Regions from separate parts of the Sus scrofa genome. Here all the other regions are linked to region 1. A link is a contact called in public Hi-C, promoter capture Hi-C and targeted proximity ligation data. All regions are on one chromosome and are shown on one strand. The core of a region is the stretch at or near the end of the contact, and the rest is flanking DNA. Distances in the headings are between cores, read along the strand shown. Region 1 has its middle 35 kb from the start of BMP10. Region 2 holds the start of ARHGAP25 (rho GTPase-activating protein 25). Region 3 overlaps ARHGAP25 (rho GTPase-activating protein 25). Region 4 has its middle 13 kb from the start of GKN3.

Region 1 (2,550 bases), core at 16-2,515:
AGAAGATGGGGGGTCTAATGATGGTGACCTCCGTCCCCCTCCCCCCATAAAAGGCCACCTATGCAATGCATGGCAGCATAACTCCAGGCCTTACCTGGATCTGGGAGGCAGTTTCTGGGAGGCAGAACCTGATTGACCAATGTCATTGATGCCGTGTTGAACCCTGGAGCTTCCACTGTTAACTTTCAAAGCCCTCCCATAGGCAGGATCTACTGAATCTGCCTTTTTCCAGCCACTGACCCCCTTCATTGTCCCCCTCTTCTACCTGCACAGGTACTGAGCACGTCGAAAGGTCTGCCATATACACGTGACCTATTTATTTATTTATTTCTTGACCGCCCCATGGCATTTGGAGTTCCTGAGCCAGGGATCAGATCTCAGCCTTTGTGACTTATGCCACAGCTGTGGCAATGCCAGATCCTTTAACCCACTGCGCCGGGCTGAGGATCGAACACGTGTCCTGGTCTTGCAGAGACGCCACTAATCCCCTTGCGCCACAGCGGGAACGCCCGCAGAATGCACTTTAAAACCCCTTGCCACTTCCCACTAGCATTCTTCATTTCCTTACAGCCTCAAGCATGGCACACATCAGGGCTTTTTCTCCTAAGTGTGAGGCAGAGCTGATGGTTTTTCCACCCATTTCTGTGCTGAGTAGGATGTTTTGTACTAGGGGCTTAGCCACAATGCTTCCTGTCTTCATCCGCTTGGGCTGCTCTAAGAAAATACCACAGACCAGGCGTGGTATTTATTTTTCACAGTTTTGGAGGCTGGAGTCTGAGATCAGGGTCAGGCGAGGATCCTCTTCCGGGTCACAGATTTCTCCTTGTATCCGCCCATGGCAGAAGGGGGTAGAGAGCTCTGTGGGGCCTCTTTCATGAGACATGAATGCCATTTGTGAGGGCTCCACCCTTATGACTTCCCTCCCAAAGGCCATATCTCCTAATACCATCATTTCGGGGGGTTAGGAATTCCACATAGGAATTTGCGGTGGTGGGGGGGACACAAATGTTCAGCCAGAGCAATTCTCTTCCAATGGGTTTTGGTCCATCTGTGCCCTGGTGAGATGGAGCGTGACATGACGAGGACAGAGCCTGCAGAGACGCAAGCAGCAAATGCTTTTGTTGTTGTTGCTCTGACCAGTTCTTTAAGTCCCACGCAGAGACCATCGAGAAGGGGAGGACAAGGGGCACCAGGGCACAGCAGCTGGTGGCTGGGCTCCCGGCTTGAGATGAGAGGATGTGTGTGCACTGACGTTGTGTAAACTTCCACATTCCACCACTTCCTCTGCATCAGCGGTCAGGCGGTATGCTTGCCAGGAGCAGAGCTCTCTCATCACAGCAACTACTCCTGCAATTCAAACTGGCTGCCTTTACAGGAACTACATGGAAGCTTTCATCCTGTAAGAGAAGGCTGCGTGAAGCTGAAGCCGCGAGGATGGAGATGCAGCTGTTGCTCAAGGCTGGCATCTTGTCAGCAACAGAGAGCTGCTGTGTGACGTCAAACAGGGAACGAGCAGAGAATACCAACATGGACATGCAATGCCAACATCTCTTTCCTGGGATGCCTTAAAACTATCTTAGGACCATAGAACCACAACACTGGAAGATACCCTTGAACTTGTCTATTTAACCTGTGCATTTAGTGGATGGTGAAACCAAGATTCAGAGTTGCCGGGGTTCACGCAGCGATGAGGAAGAGGATTAAAGTTAGATGGTTTTTGAGGGTTCCTCTGAGCATTGTTCAGTGATTCTTTCGACTCTTGGGTTCTACCTGAGAGTTCTCCCCCTCAGGCCATGACCACCCTGTGAAACTCATTAAACGTAAGCGAGTAAGCTTCTAGAATATAGAACTGGACTGAATTCTTGATCACAACCAAGACCCACCTAACCTTTTCCACCTCCTCTGCATAACCAATGCTGTCCTAAGACTGTGGTTCTCAGTCTTGGCTGCGCAATAGAATCTCCTTAAGGATCTGATACTCAGATCCTACCCCATATCAACTGAATCAGAATCTTGGGGGTATTGCCTAAGACATTTTTTCTTAAAAAAAAAAAACGTCCTGGGAGTTCCTGCTGTGGCACAGTGGGTTAAGGATTTGGCATTGCCACAGCTGTGGCATAGGTCACAGCTGCAGTTTGGATTCTATCCTTTCCTCAGGAACTTACGTATGCTGCAGGTGCATCAGAAAAAGAAAAAGAAAACAAGAACCTTTCCAGTTAATTCTAATATTCAGACAGCATTGCTAAACTGCTAAGTTTGGCTCAACTCGTGACTAATGTTAATATTAAATCTATCCACTCTCCTCTCCCATCTCTACTCAACACAGTTACACTCTCTGACCTCCCTACTTGCTGGATTATCACGTGTACACTCTTTTAGGATAAGAAGTGCCTACAAGTTAGAAAATGGATTTCTGTTATAAACCCATTTTTCGGATGGGGAAAACTGAGCCTGAAGAAACCAAACAATTTCAATGTAACAGTAGCTGAGTCATGAATAAATCCAAGGCATTTGGGACAGCTCCCCTTCCCACAACATATCAGATACCAA
Region 2 (2,550 bases), core at 24-2,523, 95 kb before region 1:
ACAGCTCATCCATCATGACTGAGAGAAGACTCTGTGCGCGCTCAAACGCAGGCGGGTGGGCAGGTGTGGTGGCAGGAGCTTGCCGACCTTCTTCTCCAGCAGCATCAGCTTTCTCAATGAAACAGGAAGCCGGGTCACCAACAGAGTGAGCATGTGCAAGGCAAAGGCGGAAGCATGGCAGAGTCATCCAGGAGAGCTGAAGAATGAAGGGATGTGGAGCTTGTGCATTGGCCATGCAGTGGCTCTTGTGAACACTCTTATCTCCTGTCTCATTAGCCTACCACCTTATAGCCTTAGGAAACTTATCACCTACTATCTTTAGTAAGCCTCATAACAGCCTCTGAAGTAGGCCCTGTGATCTGCCTCATTTATAGATCAGGATATTAAAGCACAGAGTAGTCAAGAAACGTGTCCAAAGTCACACAGCAAGAAAGTAGTAGAGATGGGATTTGAACACCCCTCAGTCTGGCTCTGGGCCCAAATACTTAATCACTTAAGTTAGTCTGATCCAGTTGGACATAGGAAAGCCTGTCACAGAACTGAACTGAAGGGAATAAGGTTTGCATTAATGTTTGTGGTGCAACAACTGTGTGTCAAGCTCTGTACTAAATGCTTTCACAGTTCTGTGCACTCATGGCTACTATCAACCCATTTTACTGCCAAGGATACTGAGGCCCAGAGAGTTGCAGTTGCTTGTTAACAGCTGCTGAGCTAGGAAGAAGAAAAACTGAGTTTGGAACCCATGTCAATCAGATTCCCAAACCCACACCCTGTACATAAGGTTAAAGAACCATCTTAACATGTGAGTGGGTCTATGTAGCTAAAGCGGACTCATTAGCTAAATGCTTCCAGACCCTCCCGACATCAGGCTGAGATCACTTGGAACCTTTTGTCCTGAGCAGGTGGAGAACTTACTATGTAGGCCTTAGAGCAAGAAGAATTAAAAGTAGTTAACTTTAAAAAAATAAAACTAAAAATAAATAAAGGAAGGTAATTTTGGTGGATGCTGTTTGTCTTACTGAGAGTTTTTGAAAGCCCAGTCTGTCAAGAGAGAAGGGAGGCTTACACGTCGGTGGCCAGGGTCCTGGAATTTTCTTCTCTTTATCTTTTACTCAGAGCTATAGGCTTGTGTCCTAACAGCACTCCCTCCACTTACAGAAGCATTTCCAAAAATCATTTTCTCAAGAAAGAATTTATAATGCATCATCTACCCTGAACAGCCACCCACTTCCTCAAATGCAAGGAAGCAGACAGTTAAAAAAAAAAAAAAAAAAAGCCAAGAGGCAGCCGTTGTTTATCACGACCTCGCCTCAGTGAGGCCTGAGATTCTTTCGAACAGGAGCTTTGCTTTCCCATGACGCAGAGCGAAGTGTCAACTGGGATCTTTCTGGTAATACTGAAAGCAAGACAAGCAGAGTGCACACTTCACAAGGCACGAGTCCCCGAGGGACCAGGGGAGGGCTGGGGTGCCATCCCCGGTGACAGATGGATGGACCTTTCATCTGAGAGAAAGGAGACGACACGTTGGTGAATCAACTTCAAACCCAGGAGTGCCTGCGAAGCCATCACAAAGGGGAAAACACACACACACCAGCAAGAAGATCAAAAAGACCAGCAGGGCGCGAATCGTTGCAAACTCCCGGCTTGGGCAGCTCCTCACCTGACCCAGAAGCAACATGTCCCTGAAGCTGCCGAGAAACTGGGACTTCAGCCTGCGAGGGGAGGCTGGGAAAATAGGTAAGGTCAATGCCTTTTGGCTGCATCTGTGGTTCTTATACTTGAGTTCCCACCATTTGCATGTCGGTCTGCAGGAAGCATAGTCTGCTTAAAAATGGATCTCTCGGGCAAAGCTGGGTTTGGGGTGAGATTTGCATTCACACAGACAGGTTGGCTCAAAGTTCCCAGATGCTGGGGACGGCTTTTCATTTGTTGGGAGGTGGCAGGAATGGAGCTCCTCCGTGTGCCGGATCTGTGCTATTTGGGATGGATGAAGGCTACAGATCACACAAAACACTGTGAGTTTTTCTTTGTTTATCATGAAAGGATCATTTCCCTCCTGTTTGGACGTTCATCCATATTTTGAGTGGGTTTTGAAAGGCGTCCTTGGAAGTGCTTGATCTCTAAGGGAACACAAGGAGTTCTGTTCAGTGAGCTCACTGGGTCACTAGACCGTCTTCGCGGACTCTGGGGACTTGGAGTGGTGTTATTTGTAGCAAAAAGTAAACACGGCGGGCAAGACAGGAACTTAGAGACGCTTGAAGGCAGAATAAAGATATTTAATTAAAGGGACAGAATGGAAGGGAATTCTTAAAAGGAGTTGAAATAAAAGAGATTTTAAGAGTAATTACCTTAAGGGAGTCTGGCATGCTTCCTGAAATATACTGGCCTTTTATCAGCCTCTCCTGTCATTGGTGCTGATGGTGATACATTGATTTTAATCTGTTCTGTAATTGTTATCTTGAAGTTCTTTGGATGGGTTTCTTCTAGTATCAATCACGGTAGTTTAGAGTGGAGCAGTTGGGCTGGAGATGATTCCCTGTATGTTCTACT
Region 3 (2,550 bases), core at 26-2,525, 76 kb before region 1:
CAAGAACCAAGACATGGAAACCACCTAAATGCCCATGGACAGGTGGATGGATAAAGAAGATGTGGTACATATATACAATAGAATACTACTCAGCCCTAAAAAAGAATAAAATAATGCCATTTGCAGTAAGATGGATGCAACTAGAGATGCTCATACTAAGTGAAGTAAGTCAGAAAGAGAAAGACAATTACCATATGACATCACTTGTATGTAGAATCTGAAATATGGCACAAGTGAACCTCTCTACGAATAGAAACAGACTCCCAGACATAGAGAACAGCTTGTGGTTGCCAAGGGGGAGGGAGTGGGATGAACGGGAAGTCTAGGGTTGGTAGATGCAAACTATTACATTTAGGATGGATAAGCAATGAGGTCCTACTGTCCAGCACAGGGAACTATATTCAGTATCTTGGGATAGAACAGGATGGCAAATAGTATGAGAAAAAGAATGTGTGTATATATATATATGACTGGGTCACTTTGCTGTACAACAGAGATTGACACAAAGCTGTAAATTAACTACACTCTAATAAAAATTTTTTTAAAAAATTTAAAAAGGTGAAAAGAGAAGGTAGAGATACACAGGATGACTAACCATGACTAACAAGCCATATGGGCATGTGGCACATTCTAAGGGACAGTGAGGGGCTTGTTTTCCTCCAGTTGGCATAGGTGTCCTCTTCCTTCTCTCTTGCCTATCCCTGTATTTTCTTTCTGTTCCAAATGGCTTCACAGTTGCTCATTGTACATGTATTACCCAAAAAACATGTTTGTCAGGCTAGTATTCATTGTCCTTCCCTCTGCGTCCTGGACTGGCTTCAGTAAGCCCATGACTTTCCCAAAATTGTAGGAAAGATTATATGAGTATGTGCAGATTCTCAACGGGGCCACTGATCTGACAAAGGCTAACACCACTGTTTTATTTTTCCAAGCACTGAAAAACCCCTCAGTAAGGAACCCTGTGATAATTAGACACAATATAGTAGCTGCATGGCTACATCCTCTGTCCTGCCCAAAAGTATTTTCTGGATGTGATGTGTGGAGAGAGGTGGAGGGAGAGAAGGCTGAGTGGTAGGGAACCACCACATGGTCCCCTAGTACACTGCCTTTTACTGGCTCATTGTTCCTGGCCTGGGACAATACAATGGTGCCACTAACTGGGAAATTCCTAGAGTTGCTTTTTGTTGCTGACAGGCAGGTCCTGGCATCCTGGACCACATCCTGGTGATCGATGTGTAAGCTGTAGCTGACTGTGGCCACCAGAGGGCAGCACAGCCAGCCGTGCCTGGGATGGGTCTGCTGTCCCAGCCAGACCTCTGAAGCTTTCTGGGGCCTGAGCAGGTTCAAAGCTGCTGTGCCATTTCATTAGCTTCCATATAACAAGACCTGTGCTGTAGTGGACTGATTTGGACCCCCACTTATGGTGTTGGGACAGGGATTTACTGTACTTTCTGTCATCTCATATAAATTCAGGTGGCAAAATTACCTCACCTATCCTGACAGCTCTAAAGGGATAAAACTTGAGATTGACGTAAGTAAGCAAAACTTATTAAAGCTCATGGAATCATCTGTGCAAACTGGGGAGCATAGGTTAGGGTTCGGATTGTTCTCTAGTAGCATAAAAACCACAAACTCTTCTGCGAGGGCAAAAGGGAAAAAAAGAAAGATGATGAATTCTGTTTCAAGGAAAAGACCTGTCATTTCTGCTTCTGAGGGACCCAAGGCCCACAGTCATTTATTTGATGGTAGGTTTCTAGAAGGTAGATGGCCTCCTCATCACTTTACAGATACATTTAATAACCTCCTTGGAGGCCGTGTTCCCAGTTCCTCCTCTTGGCTTCTCGCCCATCTCTGTAGGTGGTCATAGGCCCGGCCTTTGCAAACCTGCCCTCTGGCAGGGTGGACTCAAGTTGCATCTAGTTTTTCTCTCAGCCCAAAGTTCACAGCAAATGGACATTTGGGGGCATTGGGGGGCATTTCAGCCAACTGAACACTGCAAATCATAGGGCGCTAAGTGGAAGGCCTTTGAACGCAAAGAACTCAAAACTTGCACAAGCTACCTGGATTTCTAATCATCCTGAGTCATGATTTTTTCCCCAACATTACCTTAGTTTTTTTGAAATAATAGGTTATCTTTAAAAAGCTATACACACATGCACATACATGCATTAGGTACAGACATGTATGTATGGATCTATATTTACATCCGGGTTTCTCAGCCTCACCACTAGTGTCATTGGGCAGCTATGTGCTCTTTGCTGTGGGATCTGCTGATTCGTGCACTGTGGGCTCTTTAGCAGCAGCCTTGGACCCCTTCCACCTCATGTCTGTAGCAGCCCTCCTAGTTGTGACAACCAAAATATCTCTAGACATTGCTAGCTATTCCCTGGGGTGTAAAATTCTCCCCAGTTAAGAATCACTGATTTTTTTTGGAATTCCCACTGTGGCTCAGTGGTTAACGAATCCAACTAAGAACTATGAGGTTGCGGGTTCAATCCCTGGCCTTGCTCAGTGGGTTAAGGATCCGGCGTTGCCATGAGCTGTGGTGTA
Region 4 (2,550 bases), core at 27-2,526, 74 kb after region 1:
AATTAGGTAGGTCCCCATCTGCGCTCTCTGTTCAACCCCAAGAGGCAGCGTAGCAAGAACCCAAGCCTGGCCCCCCTCAGCCCCTCTCCTAAAGGCCCAAGGGCCTGGAATGAACCTGGAATGAAGCTCATACAACCCACACCCTTTCAAGAACACCTATTACCGGGAAATAACGTTTCTTCACATTCACTCCTACTGGCCTCCAGTTCATTCTTCACAGAGAATTAGAAAATATTCCTAGTGAATATATAGCACAGGGAAGTATATCCAGTCTCTTGGAAATAGACCATGATGGAAGATAATATGAGAAAAAGAATATATATATATATATATATATAGACATATGTACATATATACATGATTTGGTCACTTTGCTATACAGCAGAAATCAGCACAACATTGTAAATCAACTGTAATTTTTTTAAATGGCAAAACCCCCACAAACTTAAAAAAAAAAAAAGAGAGGCATTCTGGTAGCTTCCCATCACTCAGACAATAGAAAACATCCAGGCCCAGGCTCCACGGCTCACCCCATCTGGCCACTGCCACCTTTCCTACAGAGCGTTGGCGCTTGTCCCAGCTTCTGCTGGGGACACTCTCTCTTCCCTCTTCTAGAGTGACCCCGCATCCTGGTTTGCCTGGCACTTTCCTTTTAACACTGAAGAAACCTCTTTGTCCCCAGCAGACCAGTGGGTCAGGCTGCCTCCCCACCCAACCCCGCTCTCCTACAACTGGCCACACCCATGCTTCGGGAAGGTCATAGCCCCAAAGTCCCTTTTCAGCAAAGACTGACCCCTCCCCCACCACTCCCCTTGCATCTGCACTGGGTCCTCATTGCTCTTCTCTCCAGAGACACTCTTTTTTGGTTGAGGGCCCTTATGGTAATGAGTTACTGCTTCATTCACATCAATTCTTGAGGACATAGATGTTATGCATTGTGTTATGGGCAGGGGATAAAGCAGTAAACAAAGCAGACAGGAGTCCCTAGCTTCAAAGAGCTTACATCCTAGTAGAAGAAATGGCATGATTTTTATAGGCAGACTATATAGTGTGATCTGTGTAACAGAGAAAGAGAAAACAAGGGGGACAGAGAATGTCAGGGGTGGAGTCTGCAGTCTTAGGCAGAGTGTCCAGGGAAGGTCCGATGGAGGTTACATCTTGACCTCAAAAGATGAGGAAGCAGGAGTTCCTGTTGTGCGCTCAGCAGGTTAAGGACTCAGCATTGTTTCCACGAAGATGCAGGTTTGATCTCTGGCCTTGCTCAGTGGGTTAAGGATTTGGAGTTGCTTCAAACTGCAGCATAGGTCACAGATGCAGCTCAGATCAGGTATTGCTGTGGCTGTGGCACAGGCCCCAGCTGCTACTCTGATTCAGCCCCTGGCCCAGGAACTTCCATAATCCACAGGGGCAACCCTAAAAAGAAAAAGAGAGAGAGAAAGAGAGAGGGGGAAAAAAATGAGGAAACAAAAGTAGACTTCTTGTGGTAAAAGTTCCAGACAAATGCAACAGAACATTCAAAGTCCCTGAGCAAAGATAGTAAGAAACCCAAGTGGCTGGAGTTGAGAGGTAAGAGAGAAGCTGCAGAGAGGAAACAGAGGTTGGACCCTGTGGGGCCCAGGAGGTTCCTGAAACTCATGTGGCTTTTACACTGAACAAGATAGAAAGCTACAGCTGAGTTTTGACAAGGGAAAAACATGATCTGCCTTAGAAGTGAAGAGGGATGCTCCGACAAACACTTGTTAGGAGAATTTCAAAGATTCTGGGGTGGGTTAAACAAGGGTAGTAGTTTCAGTGTTGATGAGAAGCTCTTTAATCCTGTGTATATATTGAAGGTAGAGCTAGAAAGGTTTTCTGCTAAACTGAGTATGGTGAGAAGAAAGGAAGAGTCAGGATGGTTCCAATGACATTGACCTTAGCGAGTAGAAGTATGGTGGTTCCATTTGCTGAGACGGGAAAGGCCGTAGGCAGAAGGTTTGTGGGGACAGAACAACTGAAGTGCAGTTAGGAACATGTTGACCTCTAGATGATCAGATATTAATCAAGCAGAATTAGAGTCTGGAGGTCGAGAGAGAGAGAGAGGGAGGGAGAGAGAGAGAGAGTTGGGCTGGACACACACTGGGAAGTTATTAGAGTAGAGACTCTTTAAAACCATACCACTGTGGTTGGAATGACTAAGTGAGCTAAATATACACAGAAAAGAGGAAAGGTCCAAGGACTAAGTCTAGGACTGTCCTCAAAATGTTGGGGAACTGAAAGCGAGAAGGATGGTTGGAAATCATGGAACAAAGCCAGGCCCATGGAGGGGAAATAGGGGGCTCAACCAGGTCAGATCTGCTGGTTTGTTGAGTAAGAGGAGGACTCAGACCTTTGTCTTCGGTTTGTCAAGGTCATTAGGTAATGCCTTTGGGGCTAAGCCTGATGAGAGGGGCTCATGGAAGTAGGCAGAAGCAGCATGGACCTCTTTTTCAAGGCATTTTGTTCTAAAAGGGAGGAGAGAAAAGGACTAGGACTTTTCTCTAGGAGTGGGAGGTGATTGCAAGAGAGTCATTT

Evidence for each region. Promoter capture Hi-C pulls out the DNA fragments that hold promoters and counts their contacts. Hi-C and Micro-C count contacts between places; a contact is called where the count stands out from the background.
Region 2: a contact with region 1 is called in a promoter capture Hi-C map of liver, with 2.2 times the contacts expected there. A contact is called at or near these places in 2 of 5 promoter capture datasets (both in liver) and 1 of 2 datasets of targeted methods (alveolar macrophages).
Region 3: a targeted proximity ligation map of alveolar macrophages shows a contact between it and region 1. A contact is called at or near these places in 1 of 5 promoter capture datasets (liver), 22 of 47 Hi-C or Micro-C datasets (alveolar macrophages, blood, embryonic fibroblasts and 9 more) and 2 of 2 datasets of targeted methods (alveolar macrophages and skeletal muscle).
Region 4: a contact with region 1 is called in a Hi-C map of retroperitoneal adipose tissue, with 1.9 times the contacts expected there. A contact is called at or near these places in 1 of 5 promoter capture datasets (liver), 21 of 47 Hi-C or Micro-C datasets (alveolar macrophages, blood, brain and 9 more) and 2 of 2 datasets of targeted methods (alveolar macrophages and skeletal muscle).

What each region holds. Positions count from the first base shown.
Region 1 is chr3:73,553,461-73,556,010 of Sscrofa11.1, reverse strand. No RefSeq gene overlaps it. Among named protein-coding and RNA genes, the nearest start is that of BMP10, 35 kb to the right of the region's middle.
Region 2 is chr3:73,648,720-73,651,269 of Sscrofa11.1, reverse strand. It overlaps ARHGAP25 (rho GTPase-activating protein 25), which reads left to right and starts at 1,273. Exons shown (of 10, transcript XM_021087416.1): 1 at 1,273-1,737. The coding sequence starts at 1,677.
Region 3 is chr3:73,629,121-73,631,670 of Sscrofa11.1, reverse strand. The region is part of intron 1 of ARHGAP25 (rho GTPase-activating protein 25); the gene reads left to right. Among named protein-coding and RNA genes, the nearest start is that of ARHGAP25, 20 kb to the left of the region's middle.
Region 4 is chr3:73,479,932-73,482,481 of Sscrofa11.1, reverse strand. No RefSeq gene overlaps it. Among named protein-coding and RNA genes, the nearest start is that of GKN3, 13 kb to the right of the region's middle.